3 separate regions of the Mus musculus genome follow, and all the other regions are linked to region 2. Evidence: chromatin contacts called from public promoter capture Hi-C data. All regions are on one chromosome and are shown on one strand. The core of a region is the stretch at or near the end of the contact, and the rest is flanking DNA. Distances in the headings are between cores, read along the strand shown. Region 1 holds the start of Tbxa2r (thromboxane A2 receptor). Region 2 holds the start of Rps15 (ribosomal protein S15). Region 3 holds the start of Mfsd12 (major facilitator superfamily domain containing 12).

Region 1 (2,700 bases), core at 62-2,561, 1.0 Mb after region 2:
CATCCACATCAAGAGCAGCCTCAGATCCTCTTCCCACCACAGCTCCTCACCCTCACCACCAAACATTCCTGCCAGGACACCTAGGCAGGGTTTCTCTGTGTAGCCCTGGCTGTCCTGGAACTCACTCTGTAGACCAGGCTGGCCTCGAATTCAGAAATTCACCAGCCTCTGCCTCCCAAGTGCTGGGGTTAAAGGTGTGTGCCACCACGCCCGGCTTTTTTTTTTTTCTTTTAAGATTTATTTATTATTATAAATAAGTACACTGTAGCTGTCTTCAGACGCACCAGAAGAGGCCATCAGATCTCATTATGGGTGGTTATGAGCCACCATGTGGTTGCTGGGAATTGAACTCAGGACCTTCAGAAGAGCAGTCAGTGCTTTTACCGGCTGAGCCATCTCACCAGCCCCCGAAAAAACCCAATCTTCATACCCCTTACACCCACAGTATTGATACCTAGCCAAATGTTGAGAAGGTAAAGACATTTGTTTTGCCTCAGCAGCCTGAGATCAGAAACGTGGGATGATCTGTGTCCATTTCTGTCCCTAGCTTATGGGATGGATAGACAGGGCAGGCCCAGCTAGGAAATCAGAGGAACTACAAACTTCACGGGGGTAGAGGCCAGTCAGGGTCAGGACCTAGTGTTGGGATGGGTGGGAAGGCAGGAAGGGTGGGGGTGGTGCAGCAGGCAAGGGGCTTCCTGCTGCTGACAAGAGTCTGGCTGACCCTGGGCAGACTATGGAACTGGGAGGTTGAGGTCACAGCCAGGCCAGGCATCTCAATCCCCACCAGGACCTGTCAGGGCCAAAGAGACCCAAGGTCACCTCCTCCACGCAGGCCCCCCTCCTCCAGCTACTAGGCACAGGACTAACACCCCTGCCTGGCTCAGTCATCCTGGGCAACTGTCAGGGCTTCAGGCAGTGAGTCTGCAGGGGAGGGTTCCCCAAGACTGCTCCATCTCTAGAGGACAGCCTGGTCTCCGACCTTACACCTCCCCTACCCCAGCCCTCTCCTTCCCCTCCAGCTCTTGGTCCCTGCAGTCAGGCTGGAGCTGGCCTTGCTGACCCAATATCCCTGGAAGGCTCCTGGACAGCCTTGGCGAAGGTTAGTTGCTGCTGTGTCAGGACCAGCCCCATTTGGCCTCCCAGCTCTTCCCACATGGCCTCCCTCTGGGTCCCTGACCTTTCAACAACTGATGTCTCTCTCTACTCTGTCACCCTTGTGCCCTGCTTGGTTCCCACCCTAGCGGCTGAGAGGCGAGGCCAGCGCCAGCGCAGGGGGTGGGGCTGACGAGAGTCGGCAGAAAGACAGATGGAGACAGGGCGGGACGGGAAACAGCCTCACAGTCCCATCCCTCCAGCCCTGGACGCCTGAGGGTCTCCAGTGCTCCCCTGTACCCACGGCCCCAGGGCTTCTGTTGGGGCCTCCCCTCAACCAACGTGACTTGGTTTCCCCAGGGAACTCCCCTACCTGCTCTCTCTGCCTGGCCTGGAACACCACAGAGGACACCTAGGTACAAACAGCACAGGTGAGTCCCTTGCCTCCCTACTGTGACTATACCACTGTACCCAGGTAAGCCTCTGCATAGATCCTGGGGAACCCAGATCCACTAACAACCCTGCTGTGGCCTGCCTACAGGGGGGAATGATAGCAACCAGGTGCCAAAGTTCCCTGAAGGGGATCCTGTGGTGTGACATTTACTCCGGTGGTCTAGCCTGGGCAAGTGCAGTTTCCCTGGTGGTACGTGGGTACACTGGTTTCCTGTGTCTGGGTGAGGCCAGTCCAAGATGCTGTGGCAGTGATGAAGTTGGGGGTGGGATGGAATGGAGCTGGGAGCTACAGTGTGTGGCTTGGAGCTGGGCATGGTGATTGTACTCACATAGGCTCAGCTCAGAACCTGGGTCACATCTCGATGGCACATGTCCTACCCAGAGAGGGGCATCCATCCAACATGCCAGAAAACAGGCCTCGGGGCCCCTCCCCCAGCCCACTGCCACAGGATGACACCTGCACCCTGGAACTGTGGCACAAACAGGAAGCAGGCAGTGGGGGGAACAGCATGCGGTGAAGGTGAACCTGAGTCTGTGGGGTTGTGGGCATGCACACTGGGTATTTGGGGTGCTGGCAGAACAGCCCACTGGGCACAGCTGCGGCCAAGGCTCAGCCTCAGGAGCTCATAAGCAGAAAGTCACCAGGGAAGGCAAATTCGTTACACGGGGAAAACTGAGGCTGTGTAGCGTGGCTATGGGTGATGGAGGTGTGGGGAGCCCAGGCTGCTCTGAGGCCTGGTGGGGGAGGCTTGTTGCAGATGGAGGAGTTGGGAGAAGGAGGAGGGGCCTAGCCTGCAGAGCCCAGCCACACACCACATTCCACCAAGGCTGGAACTCAGCCACCCAGCCTGGGCCTCAAGGAATGAGCTCTAGCGTCCCAGGGCACACATATACAAGGATGAGGCCCCATCCTAGACAGAATACCACTGCCTTCCACCCCCAACGGTGGGAACATGGCTCAGGAACGCAGGACCATCCCACATCCCAGGGACTCAGGGTGGGAGGGTTCCAGAATCCTTCTGCTTCCTGGTGTCCAAAGCTGGGGTGTGGTGGCCTGTGCCTGTCACCCCAACAGAAGCTGGAGGCAGATGGAGCTCAGTGAGTTCCAGGCCAGCCTGGTCTACACAGAGTCTGCATGAGGACAAACAGAAT
Region 2 (2,700 bases), core at 100-2,599:
TGCAGCCCTGGCTGTCCTGGCCACTACTGTCCTACCTCTCCTCTCTCTTTAAAGACAGGGATGGTCTTTCTATGCATCCCTGGCTGGCCTGGAATTCACAGACCGCTCTGCCTTCTGTGTGCTACACGTGCCTCTGCTGGACTTTGCTACTTCGTGGGCTTCTTTTTCTTCCATCCTTCTCCACCTTTTTCCTCCTAGCCTTCCAACCCCCAACACTAGATAAGAGAGAAAATGTTGGAGCTGGGCGTGGTGGTGCACACCTTTAATCCCAGCATTTGGGAGGCAGAGGCAGGCGGATTTCTGAGTTCAAGGCCAGCCTGGTCTACAGATTGAGTTCCAGGACAGCCAGGGCTACACAGAGAAACCCTGTCTTGAAAAACAAAACAAAACAAAACAAAAATAGAAAATGCGGCTTCCTTTCCAACATTCATTCATATTCTCTCTCTCTCTCTCTCTCTCTCTCTCTCTCTCTGGTTTTTCGTTTTTTGAGATAGGGTTTCTCTGTGTAGCCCAAGAGCTGGGATTAAAGACAAAGACTTGCCGGGCGTGGTGGCACACGCCTTTAATCCCAGCACTTGGGAGGCAGAGGCAGGTGGATTTCTGAGTTAGAGGCCAGCCTGGTCTACAAAGTGAGTTCCAGGACAGCCAGGGCTATACAGAGAAACCCTGTCTCGAAAAAACAAAACAAAAAAAAGACAAAGACTTGTGCCATCACACCTGGCTTCTATTTTATTATAAAACGAAACACTCACTGGGTCAGGGAGTCTAAAGCCAAGTCCCAGGATGGTGGAAAGAGAGCACTGATCTCTCCAAGTTGTCTTCTAATTAACCACTCACTTTTGAGGTGGTAGGCTCACACATCCCACAAGAAAAGCAGACAGCCTGGAGGTGGTAGCTCACGCCTTTAATCCCAGCACTTGGGATTAGCCTCTGGCCAGCCTGTTCTACAGAGCGAGTTTCAGGACAGCCAGGCCTACACAGAGTCCCTGTCTTGAACCTCCGTCTCCCCCAAAAATGTATGTATATATTTTGCTATTAGGAATCATAATTGTAAATATCTGATATGCAGGATATCTGATATGCCACCTCCAAAGAGGCTGTGACCCACGGGTTGAGAATCACTGCTTGAGACCTTGTACATGAGAGAGGCAGAAACACAGAGACAGAGAAGACAAAGAAAACCAGGGACAGAGAGACAGACACACTAACAAAAACCCCAAAGGGAGCCACGCCCCTCCGGAGGGTAGCGGCGCTTTTGCTCTGGCCTCCGGACAGCGGGGGGCAATGGCGAGTATCCGCAGAGCGGAAGCTGTTGAGCGGTGGAGGCGGGCCCTCCCGGCAGAGCTCGCGATAACTGCGCAAGCGCAGCCCGTACTTCCTTTTCCGAGTAACCGCCAAGATGGTGAGTATTCGTGCACGGCGGTCTGTGCTCCCGGGTATCCGTCGCCATCCTCCCGGGGCCCTTTCGCAAGACTCTGGACTCGCTGCCTGGGGATGTAGCGATGTGCTCGGGTGCCCGGAGACTGCGGATGGCGGGTGCGGAAGGGCCCGGATGGCTGCGGGCGGCCGCGGGGCTGTGTGTCCCCTCGCCCGTCCGCCGTAGCTTAGAGGAGCGCGGCTCGCGCAGCTCAGGTCCCTGGGCTCCCGGGTAAGGTTGCCGAGCCCCTGCTAACCCCGACTCGCGCTCACGCAGGCCGAAGTGGAGCAGAAGAAGAAGCGCACCTTCCGCAAGTTCACCTACCGTGGCGTAGACCTCGACCAACTGCTCGACATGTCCTAGTAAGAGGCCCCGTCACCTTAGTCCCGCCGGGTCGCTGGCCCGTTTGTACATTTTCCTTTTCTGTGGGTGGTGCTGGAAATAGAGCCAGAACCTTTGCACATGTCACATGGGAGAGGCAAGGAAGGGTCTCGAGTGCCGGGCAATGGTGGCGCACGACTTAATCCCAGCACTTGGGAGGCAGAGGCAGGGGAATTCTGAGTTCGAGGCCAGCCTGGTCTGCAGAGCGAGTTCCAGGACAGCCAGGGCTACACAGAGAAACTCTTGAGTCGGAAAAAAAAAAAGGGACCCGTGTAGCCCAGGCTCTCCTCGAACTCCTGATCCTCTCAACCTCCCTAATGTTTGGGTCACCATCACGGTGCAGAGCATCAAACTCGGGGCGTCCTAGCCTCCTAGGCAAGCGCTCTAGATTGTGACCTCAACTCGGCCCCTGCTACAGTTGTGCAGTGTTCGACAGTCTTATGTAGACAGAACTACCTTGCCTCAGTCTCCCGCTGACTGGGCTCACAGGCCTCCCTGTGACCTTGGGGAAAATCAACCACGGATAGGTAATTTGTCTGGGTGGGCTGTCAAAGGAAAAGGTTTGATCTCGGCTTACGTCACTGCCTGTGGAAGCTGGTGGATTCATTTTAGAGGGTTGTGCCCTGAAGGTTGACGGCAGTGCTATGGAGGACTTGTCTTTAGTGAGCTCCCGGCATGTTCCTTTCTGGGTGTGAAAGAAATGGAGCAGTGCTGGCGCAGCATGCTGTCCCCGGGTCTCCAAACCACCCCCTTCTCCCACAGTGAGCAACTGATGCAGCTGTACAGCGCCCGCCAGAGGAGGCGCCTGAACCGTGGTCTTCGGCGGAAGCAACACTCACTGCTCAAGCGCTTGAGAAAGGCCAAAAAGGAGGCACCACCCATGGAGAAGCCTGAGGTGGTGA
Region 3 (2,700 bases), core at 83-2,582, 1.1 Mb after region 2:
TGGGAGCACAGACTGCTCATAGGCAAAGGAAAGACCAGTCCATTTGGGACTTAGGGGTTCAGATCCAGCCTGCGTGTCTCTGAATGCCCCGGAGGAAGATGTACAGTGATACAGACAGGTAACCCCACCATCAAGCGGCTATGACACAGGCCTGCCATTCAGTACTCAGGAGGTGGGGGCAGCAGAATCAGGAGTTCAAAGCCAGCCTCGTTTACAGAGCTGAGCTTGAGGTCAGTTGGGGGGAAAAAAGGAATAAAATGTCAGGAGGAGGGGATAGGAGGACACTTGTCTCATGTGTCTCATGATCTGGGCCTGGAATTGTGTGGGGGTGTTCGGCACCTGTGTCTCTGAGTCACCAGGCCAACAGAGGCCTGACTTCCCCTTTCTTTGAGTGTGTTCCACAAAACCACCCAGTAAGTAGGAGTGAAACACAGGCGTCTGCCACGTGGGGCTCCTGGCACTAGCAGCCCTCATTAAAGACTAGCCTGTATTTTGATGTTCTGCCCAGCTATTCTCTGTAATTAATAATTAATTAGCACTAATATGTCCTGTAAGTGCCTCACTATGTATGTCTGGAAGTTTATGGGATCACCCCGGTGTGTTCTCATTCTGGCCCCTTCTGCAGGGAGCACGCGCGGGAGTGAGCACCAGCCTCCAGCTGCAGGCTAGCTGGGGCCCAAGGCAGAGTGTGGGTGAGTGACAGACATCTGGGCGCCCTTCACTAAGCCAGGCCCGAAATCCCATCAATCCTCGAGGCTAAGGTTGGAGAATTGATAGTTCAAGGACGGCCTAGGTTGTAGAGGGACTTCAGGGCTAGCCTGGATAGCTAGTGGGACCCTGACTGAAAACAGAATATTAAAGGCGTGATTTGTGGATGCAACCCCGCACCCATGGAGTTCCAGAGGGAGGCAGAAGGATCAGAAGTCTAAGGTTATCCTCAGCTGCGTTCTGAGCTTGAGGGTGGCCTGGGCTACATGAGACCCTGTCTCAAAAGAAAAAGCTTTCAGGTTGTGAAAGGACAAATTCAGTGACTCCCAGCACTGTGGAGGTGGAGCCAGAACCATGGGGAGTTCGAAGTTGTCTTTTGCTAAGCAGAAATGTCAAAGCCTGCGCTACAAGATACCCTTTGTTACAAGAAGAAACAAAACTTTTTTCTTTAGTCAAACAAATTAAAACACGAAGAAAGTAAAATAGAAACGAACTGCTATGATAAAAGTCGGAGCCGCAGAGGGCGGCGTTAGGGCCGCGGGAGTGCGTCGGACAGAGGCCACGCCTCCTCTTGCTGATTGGGCGCCGGGCCGAGACGCGCGGCTCCGGTTGGCGAGCGTGGCCGTTGCTCCGAGGCTCCGCCCTGTTGAGGCGGCTCCCGGGAGCGGCGGCAGCGTAGCCGCGCGGGTAGCGCGGGGCGGCAGTGTGGGGCGGTGGGGTTTGCGGCCGCGATGTCGCCTCCGTCGGACGACGCAGGCCCGGGGCCGCCGCGGACGCTGTCCCTCGCCGCGCGGCTGAGCTTCGCGGTCGGCCACTTCCTCAACGACCTGTGCGCCGGCATGTGGTTCACCTACCTGCTACTATTCCTGCACTCCGTGCGCGGGTACAGCTCGCGGGGCGCGGGGCTGCTGCTGCTGCTGGGCCAAGTGGCCGACGGGCTCTGCACGCCGCTCGTGGGCTACGAGGCGGACCGCGCCTCCTGCGTGCGCTGTGGGCCCCGCAAGGCCTGGCACCTAGCGGGTGAGCCTTTCCCTGCCCTGACTGTCGTCCTGTGTCCGTCTTCCCCTCTAACCGTCGTCCTGTGTCCGTCTTCCCCTGTGGTTGTCATCCTGTGTCATTCCTCCCCTCTGAATGCCGCCCTGTGTCCGTCCTCTCCTGTGGTTGTCGCCCTGTGGAAGTCCTCCCCTCTGACTGTCATCCTGTGTCCCTCTTACCCTCTGCTCCCCAGTGTCTCATCTCCCCGTTTTTGTCACTCTTGTGTCTGTCTGTCCTCTCTCTCCCGCTATATCCTATCCTCTCCGCTGACTGCCATCCGTGGGCCAGTCCTGTTCCCTCTACCTTTTCAGGATTCTGTACCCTGTCTTTAGTCTTACAGCTCTGCCCCCCCCCCCCCAGTCCCCTTCCCTGACTATCATCCTGTGTCCTGTGTTCCTCCTGCTGCCCACCCACTTCATTCTGTTCGCCTGTGGCTCCTGTCTGGGGTGGCCCAGCATGTAGTCCCCAGCAGCTCTCTCATTTGGTGTAGACAGTTGGAGAGGTTGGCCCTGGGGTTGTAGCCCCTCCCTGGGGAATTCCTGGAAGGCTCCGTCCCTTTGCCTGGGGTAGGGGTTGCAGAACCAGCCCCGCCCCTAGATGACATTTTTTCAAGACAGCAGTGGCCCAGTGGCATCTGCCAGCCTAGGGGCTGGAATTTCTAGTTTCTCAGGATCCAGGAAGAATCCGGGCTTCAAGGCACAGCCTGCACACCTGTCACCATATTCAAAAGCTGAAGCAGGGGGATGACTGTTTCATTGAGTCTCCAAAAATGGAAAGAAATACTCAGAAGGGCTTATGTTTGCCAGGAGATACCAGGCCAGCCTGACTTTGCACAGGCCTGGGTCCCTTCACAGTGGGACAGACAGGAGATGTTCCCAGGCTGGCCTCCGAGTCAGATCCCTGGCCTTCTGGGTGCTGGGATTAACATCTTGCACCATTTTGAGTCTCATAGGAAAC

What was found. Promoter capture Hi-C pulls out the DNA fragments that hold promoters and counts their contacts.
Region 1: a contact with region 2 is called in a promoter capture Hi-C map of liver, with 2.7 times the contacts expected there. The contact joins the promoter of Tbxa2r here to the promoter of Rps15 in region 2. A contact is called at or near these places in 6 of 39 promoter capture datasets (cranial neural crest, frontonasal cranial neural crest, liver and 2 more) and 1 of 115 datasets of contacts at active chromatin or transcription factors (astrocytes).
Region 3: a contact with region 2 is called in a promoter capture Hi-C map of pre-B cells. The contact joins the promoter of Mfsd12 here to the promoter of Rps15 in region 2. A contact is called at or near these places in 6 of 39 promoter capture datasets (cranial neural crest, embryonic stem cells, frontonasal cranial neural crest and 3 more) and 2 of 115 datasets of contacts at active chromatin or transcription factors (bone marrow-derived dendritic cells and embryonic stem cells).

Annotation. Positions count from the first base shown.
Region 1 is chr10:81,327,392-81,330,091 of GRCm38.p6, forward strand. It overlaps Tbxa2r (thromboxane A2 receptor), which reads left to right and starts at 1,312. Exons shown (of 3, transcript NM_001277265.1): 1 at 1,312-1,526.
Region 2 is chr10:80,291,082-80,293,781 of GRCm38.p6, forward strand. It overlaps Rps15 (ribosomal protein S15), which reads left to right and starts at 1,350. Exons shown (of 4, transcript NM_009091.2): 1 at 1,350-1,402; 2 at 1,694-1,779; 3 at 2,561-2,700. The coding sequence starts at 1,400.
Region 3 is chr10:81,356,159-81,358,858 of GRCm38.p6, forward strand. It overlaps Mfsd12 (major facilitator superfamily domain containing 12), which reads left to right and starts at 1,333. Exons shown (of 10, transcript NM_028657.4): 1 at 1,333-1,728. The coding sequence starts at 1,440.